Regions from separate parts of the Canis lupus genome. Here region 2 is linked to region 1. A link is a contact called in public Hi-C data. All regions are on one chromosome and are shown on one strand. The core of a region is the stretch at or near the end of the contact, and the rest is flanking DNA. Distances in the headings are between cores, read along the strand shown. Region 1 overlaps TJP2 (tight junction protein 2). Region 2 holds the start of FXN (frataxin).

Region 1 (6,741 bases), core at 1,734-4,233:
AAGACACTCTGCAGATTTTATTTATTTTATTTTTAAAATATTTTATTTATTTATTCATGAGAGACACACAGAAACACAGCAGAGGGAGAAGCAGGCTCCCTGCGGGGAGTCCGAGGACCTGGATCTCAGGGCCCTGGGATCACGACCTGAGCCAAAGGCAGACCCTCAACCACTGAGCCACTCTGATGTCCCGACTCTGCAATTTTTAAAAAAAATTTTTATTTATTTATGATAGGCACACAGTGAGAGAGAGAGAGAGAGAGAGAGAGAGAGAGAGGCAGAGACACAGGCAGAGGGAGAAGCAGGCTCCATGCACCGGGAGTCCGACGTGGGATTCGATCCTGGATCTCCAGGATCGCGCCCTGGGCCAAAGGCAGGCGCCAAACCGCTGTGCCACCCAGGGATCCCCCGACTCTGCAATTTTGAAGTCTGTTGGTGTGACATCTGTGATAGGATGGACTGAAAATGGAGGAAATACTTGGGCTCTGCAACAGGGACATCGCTGTGCTCTGGAGCACAGCTTGCTTTCCTGATCCAGCAATGCCAAAGGCAACAGAGAACCAAATAGCCTCACGTGTAAATGCATTTAATTTTTTATTATTTTTTAAAGGTTTAATTTTTTAAGTTATCTCTACAACCAACATGGGTCTTAAACTCAAAACCCCGGGCAGCCTGGGTGGCTCAGCGGTTTAGTGCCACCTTCAGCCCGGGGCGTGATCCTGGAGACCTGGGATCGAGTCCCACGTTGGGCTCCCTGCATGAAGCCTGCTTCTCCTTCTGCCCGTGTCTGCCTCTCTCTTTCTGTGTCTCTCATGAATAAATAAATAAAATCTTAAAAAAAGAAAACCCTCAAAACCCCGAGATCAAGAGTTGCACACTTCAGCAACTGAGCAAGCCAGGCGCCCTAAAATGGATTTAATTTTTTAGAAACGTACCTTATGTTGGTCTTTGAAGTAGGCTCTGGCAAGGATGGTAGTAGGAATTGAAAGTCTTGAGGTTAAAAAAAAAAGTAACCCTAAAAAAAAAAAAAAAAAGTAACCCTGCCTTGACCTAGAAAAAAATGAGCAATTGAAGTTCATGGTCATGGTAGGTAAATAAAACCAGAATAGAAAACACTTTGTTTCAGTCACCAAAATACTTAATCATGTGTGTGCATGCACACCTTTTACGTGAACTACTTAGCCTTCAATTAGGAACTTGTACTTTAGTCATTTTAAATCTACGCAGATATTTGTTTAGTGCCTCTGCCAGATAGTTACAGTTAAATCAGGTCTTTAATCTTAAAAACATAACACATTCTTTCTTAATCACTTATCCATCTTGCCCTTTTTTCTTTTTATTAAGCGAACTCTATCTCACAAGGTGGGGCTCGAGCTCACGACCCCAAGATCAATAGTTAGATGCCTACCCCCTGAGCCAACTGGGTGCTCCCATATCTTTTTTTTTTTTTTTAATTTTTATTTATTTATGATAGTCACACAGAGAGAGAGAGGCAGAGACACAGGCAGAGGGAGAAGCAGGCTCCATGCACTGGGAGCCCGACATGGGATTCGATCCCGGGTCTCCAGGATCGTGCCCTGGGCCAAAGGCAGGCGCCAAACTACTGCGCCACCCAGGGATCCCCTATATCTTTTACATTTTTAGATCATAGCAATATGCGTGTTTGTAATAATGTTTATTTTAACTTTCAGACTAATATTTCCTAATTATAATATTCACAACTTATAGTTTGCTTCTGTTTGTCCTTTCCCAACATTGCACACGTGTGTGTGTGTGTGTGTGAGAGAGAGAGAGAGAGAGAGAGAGATTTAGGGGGTGGTAGGAATGTTAGGAGTTAGGAGTGGTGAAAGCATACACTTCAGAAATCTTTTGTGAGGGACACCTGGGTGGCTCATTGGTTGAGCTTCTGCCTTTGGCTCAAGGCATGATCTTGGGGTCCTGGGATCGAGTCCTGCATCCGGCTCCCTGCATGGAGCCTGCTTCTCTCTCTGCCTATGTCTCTCTCTCTCTGTGTCTCTCATGAATAAATAAAATCTTTAAAAAAATATTTTGTGAATAAAATATTTGTACTTAAGAAGCTGGACTGACCAAAAAAAAATTCAAATGAAACCATTAATTATGGCGAAGATCTCATGTCCTGTCCTTGAATACAAATGTTTTCTAAATTTTACCTATATGCATATATAAAGATGGACTTCAGAATTAATTAATTAATAGGGAGATTATTATTTTCTGTTGTAGATTTTAATCAGCTACATGAATATATACATTATGTTCACAAGAAAAAAATGGCATCATCTTTTGAAACCTTAATTACAGTATGCCTCATCTGATAAACACTCTCTATGAGACTAAATACATAGTTATATATTTATAGTTAGTGACAAGCCAGAGGCATTGGGAGGGGGATATAAATAATATATTTTGAGACAGTTATTAGGATAGTCTTCCTGGTAGGTAACAGTTATTAGACTGTAATTAGCAGATAATGATTAACGTCCAGTTATATCTTTGCCATTGTATTAAAGAAAAGCTTTGGTAGAGATGAGAGAACACTGCAGATACTCTTGTCATTCTAGTTGAAGGTGAACAGGGGGAAATAATGCTTTCTGATCATCAGTAGGAATAAATGAACTTTTCTTTTTTTCTTTTTTTTAAGGATTTATTTTTATTTATTTATGATAGACATAGAGAGAGAGAGAGGACAGAGACACAGGCAGAGGGAGAAGCAGGCTGCATGCCGGGAGCCCGACGCGGGACTCGATCCCGGGACTCCAGGATCGCGCCCTGGGCCAAAGGCAGGTGCTAAACCCCTGAGCCACCCAGGGATCCCCATAAATGAACTTTTCTTAGAATTGTAGCTTCTAAGATGTTTGTTCCTCTGAGGAGGATATATGGTCTGATACGGCTTTCTTGAGAACCACCTTTTTTTTAAGAGAGAGAGTGTGGGGGTGGGGCAGAGGCAAAGAGAGAGGGAGAAGCAGACTCCCCCCTGAGCAGGGAGCCCAACGTGGGGCTTGATCCCAGGACCCTGAGATCATGACCCAAGCCCAAAGGCAGATACTTAACCTACTAAGCCACCAAGGCTCCCTGAGAACTGTTTTTTGAGAGCCATTTATTGTCACAGCAATAAAGGAAATGTTCCAAGTTCTAGGTTGTGAGGTTCTTTTTTGCCTTATGCAGTCAAGCACACCTGAGACCCTAAGTCTGTGTGGGAAGGAGGATAGTGTATGCTCTGAGAGGCAGCCAGCTCATTCTCAGTCCATGAGAAACTGCTTGTAAATATTATCTGGCAAAAGCAGAATGAAATTATTTTAGGGAATTGATTAGTAAAATTAACCATTTCTGTTTTTGAAAAAGAATGACTTGTTTAGAAGGAACGTCCCTGTGAGCTCATTTTTAGAAGCCTGGTTCCTTCCTTACCCTTCTTCACTCAGCTGAATCAGTTTCCTTCTTGCCTGTGATTGGCTGGTGTGCACATGCCAGTATTTATTAGAGCCCTTATCATGTCTGCTCCATGCCAGTCACTTCCCGTCTGCCTGAGCCCCTCCTTGGTCTGAGTCATCTGGGTAACCCCAGCAGCTTATAGGACACCAAACATATCCACCAAATTTGCCACACTGAACTGACTGGATCTGGGGAAGGCTTTTGTTGCATAAACCAGTAAGAATTGAAGACTCAGTGGGAACTCAGAAGAGTGGATTCCTGACATTTATATAGTGAGTGGATGGATTGTCTGTGAGTAAGAAAAAAACTGTAGATGTATATACGTCTGGACCTTCTCTGTAGTGGTATATAAGCTGTACTAATTAGCTGGGTGACTGCGGCTAAGGCATGTAAATCTAAGTTTCTTTATAGGGAAATGAGTAGTTGTATTTAAAGTCTGAAGTCTTCTCCAGTGCTTAAGGTTCTAAGTGGGTATAAAGCCTGGAGAACATTCTAAATAATTTCTCATGGTTCTTGTTATCTTAAAGTATTTTCATGCTCCTTAAAACACTTGTGTTGTTTTCTTTCTGGTTTTTTCTTTTAAGAAAAGGTCCAGTGGATTTTCTCTGAAAGATATTTTTCTGAAGGACGAACTGAGAACCCAAGAATGGCAGTAGTTTAGCTCATGAAGTGCTAGAAAGATCTATTATTCAGTTGCAGCTTAAATAATGTACCACCACACCATGTGCTGTATTCTCTTCCTTGCTCTGCAGCCCAAGCCAGTATCTGCAGTTATCCTGCATTGCTTCTTGAGGATCATTCTTTTTCTTTCTTCTTCCCCTCCACTCTTCCCATTAAGAGCTGCATACTGGGAGTCTCCAATTCCCCCTTCTTTTTCTGTGGGCTTCTCTTACAGGGGCCACATTGCCTCTAGCAGGAGGAAGGTAAGGCAGGCCTGGAGCTGGGAGCCTATTCTGGTTTGTTCTTCACAAATGCGCTGAAGATGAGCTACCTGGTTACTGCTGTAGGCTCTCGTTGTTCACCAACTAACACAAAATCACTCACTGTTGCTCGAGTTTAGGCATCACTTTAGGCACTTCTGAGGTTTTCAGCATAACTTGAGGCAGAACACTTTGCCTACCCTGGGCTGGTCTGTTTAGTGTCTGCATGAGTTTTAAGAGGGGAGAGAGATTTGTGGCATCTTCAACACTCATTGAGATTTTCCAGAAAGGGAACTGGAAACATTTGTGCGTTTCCTACTGGTGTTATTATTGGAGTCTAAAAACAGGCAAGCGGCAACACACTGAAGTGAAGAGGCACGGGGTTCATCTTGAATACCGGTGGCCTTCTTTCTAACAGACCTGAATTTGAATTTTAATTAAAGGTCTGGGAGAAATATTTCTCATACTGCTTAAGTGCACAGTTTGCAGATGTTTTTACCCAAATCAGGAAGAGGCAGGAAAGGTGGACTCAATTTACCAAAGAACTGAGGTTAAAAAAATGTGCAGGAAAGCAGAAAAATTTTCCCATAGAAACAGTGGGTGGTATCCAGGGTCTATCCTTGCAACCTTGTTTATTCATAATGAAGCTTTTTTAATATTTTTGTTTTTCTGGTGTTTTGTTGAAGTATAATTTACATACAGTAACATGCATAGATCTCAAGGGGACAGCTTGATAAATTTGTTTTTGTTGTGGTAAAGCACATAAGATCCACCATTTTAACCATTTTAAAGTATACAGTTCAGTGGCATTTAGTACATCCACAGTATCGTGCAGATACCACTATCTGGTTCCAGAGCTGGATGAATGCTTACATGAATGTATTCACCTGTGTGATTACCACCTAGATAAAAAAAAAAAAAACAAGACTTTCCATCACTCTAGAAGCTTCTCTCGCCACTTTTTCCTTCTGTTACTACCTTACCCTGGAGGGAAACTCTCTTCTGACTTCTCTCACCATGGGATAGTTTTCTTGACTTGGAGAGAATCTATATAAATGAAGTCAACATTTTGTGTCTGGCTTCTTTTGCTCAACATAACTTCTCTGAGATTCATCCATATTGTTATGTGATTCAGTAGTTCTTGTTTGTTGCCGAGTAGTATTCCATTTATATGAGTTCACCACAGTTTGTTTATCCATTCTTCTGCTGATGGATATTTACATCGTTGTCAAGGTTTGTTTGTGTTTTCTCCTATCATGATTAAAGCTGCTAGGGAAACCACCTACACCTTGCTTTGTGGACTTATGCACTCATTTCTTTTATCTCAATTCCTAGGAGTAGAAATGCTGGATCATATGCTGGGGATATGTTTAACTTTCATTCTGTAACTCTGAAGTCAGGCAGACCTGAGTGTGAATTCCTTTGTCCTGCCACTTGCTTGTTCTACCTCAGGCAGTTTACTTTTTTCATGTTCAGTTTTTCTCAGCTGTGAAATAGGCTCTGTGTACCTGACTAGTCAAGGGGCAGTGAAGAGGAGAGACAACATTTTAGTTCTTTTAAGGAGAAATGCATTTAGAGGAGAGCATTAAGTGCCTACATTAAGAGCATTAAGTGCCACTGGCTTTCGTACTTGCCCCCCAGAAAGTCAGAAAGCTGCTGTGGCCCAGAGCCAGGACCTTGCAGACCCTCTGCCACCTTCTCAGCCTGTGCAGCTCAGAGGTGGCTGAAATGATAGGGAATTTAGTGACAGCTGCAGAGCTCAGGTCTGGCAAATCTACTTTTGCCCCGAAACTGCTGCTATAGGAAAAAAGGAAACAATGGCATCTGCTTTCCTGGCCTCCCTCTAGATCTTAAACAAGTGCACTGTGTTGGCCAAAGGTTGGGGGGTTTCTGGCTGCTGGGAGTACAGGAAGATGGGTGCCAGCCAACCAGAAATGGAATAGATGCCTCTGAGGGTTGCACTGGCAACCTAAATGGCAGTGGTTGTAACTTATTAGCGTTCTCATTATTACAGAAGAACATGATGTCCAAGGAGTCCTAAGACCGCTTTCTGTCACACACATTCAGAATCTGTCTTTTGACTTTATAGTCACCTGCTGGAGGATGGATGCTGCTCTAAGACCTACCTGTCACATTAATTATTTCTCTGAAGGGCCTCAGCTTCTTTGGCAACTAATCTGTGATTCTAGGTACTTTTCTTTATGAATAAGCTTGAGAAATTATAATTTGCAAGCTTACCTATTAATGTAGAAACTGAAAGGTGACTTAATTCTAAGAACAGCTGTTTTGATGTATACTTTATGAAACTTGAGTGTTTTCTTTTTGAATTCTTTCTGACTTGTTAGTTTTTAATAAACAAAAAGATGATATATAA
Region 2 (7,185 bases), core at 3,476-5,975, 110 kb before region 1:
TGGAGCCTGCTTCTCCTTCTGCCTGTGTCTCTGTCTCTCTCTATGTCTCCCATGGATAAATAAATGAAATCTTTAAAAAAAAAAAGTCTTAAAAAAAAGAAAAATTAGAAGTACTATATGATCCAATAATCCCACTTCTGGGCATTTACCTGAAGAAAAGGAAAACACCCTCATGTTCACTATATTATTTCTAATAGCCAAGATATGGAAGCAACCTAAATATCCTTGGGGATATGAATGAATATGGATATGGCATATATACAAAACAAAATGTTACTGTCATTAAAAAAAAAAGAAGAAGAAGAAAGAAATCTTGCCATTTGCAACAACATGGACAGACTCAGGTGACATTATACTAAAGTGAAATAAGTCAGACAGAAGAGGACAAATACCATATTATTTCACTTATATGTGGAATCTAAGAAACAAAACAAGTAAACAAGCAAAAAACCAGATTGATCAATACCCAGAACAAACTGGTAGTTGCCAGAGGAGGGGCAGATGGGGGATGAGCAAAATAGGGGAAGGGGATTAAGAGATACAAACTTCCACTTATAAAATAAATAAGCCATGGGGATGAAAAGTACAGCATAGGGAATATGGTCGGTAATATTGTAATAATGTATGATGACAGATCGCAACTACGCTTATCATGGTGAGGATAGTGTCATGTATAGAATTGTTGAATCACTATATTGTACACCTGAAATTAAATTAACATAATATTGTAGATCAACTATACTTCAATTAAAAATAAATAATTTGGGGGACACCTGGGTGGCTCAGTGGTTGAGCTTCTGTGTTTGGCTCAGGTTGTGATCCAGGGGTCCTGGGATCAAGTCCCACATCGGGCTCCCTGCATGGAGCCTGCTTCTCCCTCTGCCTATGTCTCTGCCTCTCTCTGTGTGTCTCTCATGAATAAATAAAATCTTTCAAAATATAAAAATAAATATAAATAATTTTTTAAAATAAAATCTGCAGGGATCCCTGGGTGGCTCAGCGGTTTGGCACCTGCCTTTGGCCTAGGGCGTGATCCTGGGGTCCTGGGATCGAGTCCTGCATCAGCCTCCCAGCATGGAGCCTGCTTCTCCCTCTGCCTGTGTCTCTGCCTCTCTCTATATATCTATAATAAATAAATAAATAAATAAATAAATAAATAAATAAATAAATAAATAAATCTTTTAAAAAATAATAAAATAAAATAAAATCTGCTTTTCTAGCAGATACCGTCTTTAAAAAAATAGATCATTCTGGTGACTTTGGCTAAATTCACAATTTCATCCAAGACATACCCTACTATAGTGGTTCTCACACTTCTGGAAGCATCCAATTTCCCTGGAGGACTTGTTAAACCACAGATTCCTGGGCCCTGCTGCTGGAGTTTCTGATCCAGTAGGTGTGGACAGAGCTTGAGAATTTGCTTTTCTTTTTCTTTTTTAAATACAGATTTTATTTACTTATTTGACAGAGAGACAGAGCAAGAGTACAAGCACGGGAGCAGCAAGCAGAAGGAGAGGGGGGAAGCCAGCTCCCTGCTGAGCAGAGAGCCTGAGGCAGGGCTCCATCTCAGGACCCTAGGACTATGACATGGGCTGAAGGCAGATGCCCAACCAAGTCAGCCAGGTGCCCCAGAATTTGCTCTCCTAACAGATTCCCAGGTGCTGCTAAAGCTGCTGGTCCAAACATCTTGAGAATCATTGCCTAGAATAAGTCCCATCAAAGTCCTCTAAAAGCCGAGAATGTGAGCTCTAGGGGAATTCTCTCCCACCACCACGTACATAGGCGTTGGGATTGTCTACACAACACCATCCTGCACCTGCCCTTGGGCTGAAGAAATAGAGAGGGGGGGAAAGGCTCTGGGGGCCTACAGGGCCCTTCAACATCTCTGCACAAGTCACAGTGCCCAAGCTTCTATGTGTGCATAATTCCCTTTGATCACCTCCATAAGTCCAGAGCCGTTTTTTTTTTTTTTTTTTTGAGTGTAGTTGACAATGTTACATTAGTTCCAGGTGTACAACGTAGCGACTGCAAGAGTCCAAACATCATGCTGTGCTCACAAGTGTAGCTGCCACCTGTCCCCACAAATCACTACTACAGTACCACTGACTGCATTCCCCACTTTCATTCCATGACTCATTCAGCACATAACCAGAGGCCCATCTCCCACCCCCCTTCACCCATTTGCCCATCTCTCCACCTCCATCCCCCAGCTGCCCCTCTGACAACCATCAGTTTGATCTCTGTGTTTACAGGTCTGATTCTCAGTTTTGTTTATTCATTGAATTTTGTTTCTTTGTTTAGAGTCCACATATGAGTGAAATCATAAGATATGTCTTTCCCAGTCTGACTGAGAAGCACAGATTCTTGCGAGGCCTTTGTGTTCTCTGCTCTGCTACTCTGAGCCTGCTTCCTTGACCGAAAAGACGGGGCAGGGATATCCACTTTGCAGGGAGCAAACTTTGGGAGCAGGTACCAGGGCCTTCCCTATGCCAGAACATGCTAAGCATGCTGGTTAATAATAGTGCAACTCCCCAAGTATATAATAAAGTTCTGAGGCTGTGAGAAAAGCCTCACTATTAGTATGGCAGGGTCTGGAGCTGTGGCTGGCAACCAAAACACTTCCCTTTGTCTCTAGTGAGGGCTTACTGGTGAGGCCTCTGTGAGCGCTTCTCAGCCCTGGCACCATTACCATTCTGTACTGGATAATTCTGTGTTGCAGGGGACCATCCTGTCTATTGCACAGCATCTCTGGGCTCTCCCCACTATATGCCAGTAGCACACACGTCCCCCATTCCCACTTAGTTTCAACTATCAAATGTATCTCCAGATAATTTACAGGGGGAAGTGGCTTCTGCATGCCCAGCATAACAGGTGCTCAATAAATGACTTAGAGTTAACTGAAGGCAAGAGAATGTCTTTCATCCAAAAGAATGCCCCGGGACTACCTCTCTGACAGTCAATTAGGTCCCACCTCCTCTACCCTATTTTTGCAAGGCCCTGTGCAAATGCCACCTCCTCCGTGAGGGCTCCCTTGATTGTCCCCACCCTTAGTTGTTGTACTCTCCCACTTGGTGCTGATACCTGATAATTTGTGTTCTTGACACTTGTCATTTAGTGCCTCACACATCTGTATCTGTGTCTTATCTCCACTATTCACAAAGTACCAAGGTGGCTTTAGAAAAACTTGACACCCACTACCTTCCCCATAAAATTATATTCTCTCATATGCACGTGGTATTTTCTCAAGCCTATATGAAATATGAAGGAATGGGGATCCCTGGATGGCTCAGCGGTTTGGTGCCTGCCTTTGGCCCAGGGCGTAGTCCTGGAGACCCGGGATCGAGTCCCGCACCGGGCTCCCTGCATGGAGCCTGCTTCTCCCTCTGCCTGTGTCTCTGCCTCTGTGTGTGTGTGTGTGTGTATGTCTCCCATGAATAAATAAATAAATAATATTTTTAAAAAAATATGAAGGAGTCCCAGGGTGGCTCAATCGGTTAAGTGTCTGCCTTCTGCTCAGGTCACAGGCCCAGGGTCCTGGGATCAAATCTCACATGGGGCTCCCTGCTCAGAGAGAGCCTGCTTCTCCCTCTCCCTCTGCCTCTTCCTGCCACTCCACCTGCTTCTCCGTGGTTTCTCTGTGTCAAATAAATAAAGGGACGCCTGAGTAGCTCAATGGTTGAGCATCTGCCTTCAGCTCAAGGTGTGGTCCAGTAATCTCAGGATTGAGCCCCACATATGGCTCCCCACTTCTCCCTCTGCCTAGGTCTCTGCCTCTCTCTCTCCTCTCTCTGTCTCTCTCTCTCTCTCTCTCTCTCGTCTCTCATGAATAAACAAACAAATCTTTAAAAATAAATAAAAATATAAATGTTCACAATTTGCATTCCCACAATTTGCATTCCTTTGCAATATACAACCTAAGTAAAACTGTCTTTTACTTAAAATGTATTAACAACTTAATAGCGTGCATTTAGCAGAGTCTAAAAAAAAAAAAAAAAAACCCTTTACATAGATTAACTCATTTTATCCTTAAAACAACCCTAAGAAGGGGATCCCTGGGTGGCTCATCGGTTTAACACCCGCCTTTGGCCCAGGGTACGATCCTGGGGTCCCGGGATCAAGTCCCGCCTCGGGCTCCTGGCATGGAGCCTGCTTCCCCCTCTGCCTGTGTCTCTGCCTCTCTATGTCTATCATGAATAAATAAAATCTAAAAAAAAAAAAAAAAAACCTAAGAAGAAACTTTTTATAAACCACGCTTTCCAGATGAGGCACGGAGAAGTGAATTAACCCGCCCACTGGTCACACAGCTGCCAAGTACAGAGTTCGGCCGCAAACCGGGCAATCCCTCTGCAGTGTGCGGGTCCCAAGGGCTCCAACCTCGCACAGCCAAGCGGGTTCAAGGCCTGCGCCGCGTCCAGGTCCCAGCAAGGCTGCAGCTCGCAAACCCTTCCTGGCTAGAACCCTGCAGCCGTGGGTCGCCAGGCCCAAGGCTCCGAGGACCGAGGACCGAGGTCACGCCTTCGCCTGTTGCCGGGGGCAAGCCCTGTGCTTTGCACGCAGCGCGCTCTCCCTCTGTCAAATACGGAGGCCGTGCAAGGCGGGGAAGCGCTTCCCGGGTCCACCCCGGGCCCGTCCCGCAGCCCGCAGCCCGCAGCCCGCCGGAGCGCCGAGCCCCACCGCGCCGCCTGCCGCCCGTAGCCAGCAGGTGTCGCCGCGGCGTCCCCGGAGCCGGAGGGCGGAGCGGCCGCAGACCGCGAGGAGCATGTGGACGCTCGGGCGCCGCGCCGCCGCCGGCCTCCTGCCCCGCTCGGCACCCCCGGGCTCAGCCGCGGCCGGCGCGGGGACCCGGGGGCCCACGAGGGCCGCCCCGCTCCACGGCGGCCGGGGGCTGCGCGTCGGGACAGGAGCGGCCCGCGGGCCCAGCCACGCCGTGAGTACCGCGCCGCGCAGCCGACCGGGCCGCAGGCGGGCGGAGGAGGCCGCGCACGCTGGGACGCTGCGGGCACGCGCGCTCACGGGGCTCCGGCGGCGCCGCGGCCCGGGGACGCGCTCTGCGGGCGGGGGCGCGCTCTGCCGGCCGGGCATGCGCTCTGCCCGCGGGAGACGAGCTCTGCGGCCGGGGACGCGCTCTGCCGGCCGGGCATGCGCTCTGCGGCAGGGGACGCGCTCTGCCGGTCGGGCACGCGCTCTGCCCGCGGGAGACGCGCTCTGCGGGCGGGAACGCGCTCTCCTGGCCGGACGTGCGCTCTGCCGGTCAGGCATGCGCTCTGCGGCCGGGGACGCGCTCTGCCGGCCGGGCATGCGCTCTGCGGCCGGGGACGCGCTCTGCCGGCCGGGCATGCGCTCTGCCCGCGGGGGACGCGCTCTGCGGGCGGGGACGCGCTCTGCGGGCGGCGGGCGGCGGGGGAGCGCGCTGCCCTCTCCGCGGGGTGCCCGGCCGCGCAGCCCGCCTCCTGGTGCCCGGGGTCACGTTTGCACCGGCCTCTGCTTTCCGGTGCGAAAGGGCAGTGCATTGCCACGGCGGGGGACACGCAGCGCGGAGGCCCGGCACCCGCCCGACCGCCCACGGAGGGAAGGTGGCGGGGGACCCGCTCCCGGGGGTCCGTGGTGGTCGCCCAGCTCGCCGCCTCCCTCTGCCAGAACTAAGGTTTAAGTGCTACTATATACGGTACTGGGTACTGCACCACACATGTGTATGGCAGATGATCCTAGCATCTGCGTAAATATATGTAAATAGACTGAAACAGCACACATACCAACAAAGCAGTGTGTAGTAGTGTGTGTTTATAACTCTAGAGCAATGTGTTCAAGAATGTGCTTTTATGAACGAAAAGCTTCCTTGGAGCCAGGTGGAACTACCAAGGCCCTGGAGCGCAGTAGGTAGCGCAGCAAAGCTTTTGGAATAGGACCCGGCCTGGGTTCCTCGGCCTGGTTCTGCAGAGCTCTGCGACCCCGGGGACCACCCCTCCCAGAGGCCTGGCTTCCTTTTCGGTCTAGAGATGAAAGGATGAGGACATTCATCCCGCCGAGCTGGGGTGAGGATCCAGTTGGCTGAACGTGATAATAAAGTCTTCAGCTCTGGGAGTTAATTCTCTTTCCTTCCCTTGGGGATGCAGTGAAGCATCTGACCCAGGCAATCCCAAGACCTGAGAGGAGGCAGCCCAAGGAGTGGCTGTGGAGTGAGGAAGACTCAGCGGGGTAGACGGGATGTGTAACCCGGCTTGGAGGTGGCGCTTGGAGGTGGCAAGAGAGCAGCATCCTAAAAGGGGGACCTGCCTGGGCCGGGTAGGCAGGTGGACAGTAGCTGAGTGGCTGGGTGGACCCTGCGTGGTGAGGAAGGCAGGTGAAGTCCAGCCCAAATTGCCTGTGGAGCTCTGGAATTGGGACTTTAGACTTAAACTTCCCACGGCCCTGTTATTTGACCGTGTGTGAAGAAAAGTTAGAATTGGTTGCCAACACTCAAAGTTGGGACCTTTGATACTGGATCTTGCAGCTTCTCCAGAAAAATAGGCAGTTGTGACCATGCTGGTTCCACGATGTCCCAGTGCAGAACACAGACATTACCCTTCTCCTGGGCTGTTCTGTGCTGTTCCCACCTGGAGCTGCCCTGGCTTGCACTTCGACCCCTGTGGGCCATGGATTGGCAGCAGTTTTTAATTTAGGACAGTGACAAGATATGGCATGGTCTCTTGGATGGTACCTAGTGGCTGTTGAGGGCTGTTGACTCAGAAGCATGCCCAGCTTAGAGCTGCCACGCAGCGGGTGGGCACTGGACACACATTGGGATTAGGAGTCTTGGGAGGTTGGGAGATAGTAATCAACCTGAATCACCCCACTGGGCCTCCTCTACCATGTAAATTAATTGAGTTTGTTGAGCTTGTCTGTAACACAAGTTCGCTTACACATCTCCAATACTTGCGGAGTTGGGTGGATGACGATGGCAACTGGGATCACCTTGTTTAATTTGTTTTAAGGCCTGAACTGTCCTCAGGCTGACTCCTAACGTCTCTGCGCGCCAGAACTCACCAGGACCTGAGTTCAGTGGGTGGGCCTCTTCCCCATCCTTATTTTCTCTATTCCCTATCCTACTTCTACAGCACCGTGCAAAAGAAATAGAATGGGAGGTGCGTGTGTAATTCTAAATTTTCTAGTAGCTACATTACGTTGACAGAATATAAAAAAGCAGGT

Evidence for each region. Hi-C and Micro-C count contacts between places; a contact is called where the count stands out from the background.
Region 2: a contact with region 1 is called in a Hi-C map of skin fibroblasts, with 2.3 times the contacts expected there. The contact joins the promoter of FXN here to the enhancer-like site in region 1. A contact is called at or near these places in 3 of 9 Hi-C or Micro-C datasets (amygdala, blood and skin fibroblasts).

Annotation. Positions count from the first base shown.
Region 1 is chr1:88,866,208-88,872,948 of UU_Cfam_GSD_1.0, reverse strand. All of the region lies in intron 2 of TJP2 (tight junction protein 2), which reads left to right. Among named protein-coding and RNA genes, the nearest start is that of TJP2, 35 kb to the left of the region's middle. Within about 2 kb of position 2,983, at least 5 of the 20 cell types and tissues checked have an H3K27ac peak or open chromatin away from gene starts, as enhancers often do.
Region 2 is chr1:88,982,413-88,989,597 of UU_Cfam_GSD_1.0, reverse strand. It overlaps FXN (frataxin), which reads left to right and starts at 4,725. Exons shown (of 5, transcript NM_001109958.1): 1 at 4,725-4,927. The coding sequence starts at 4,760.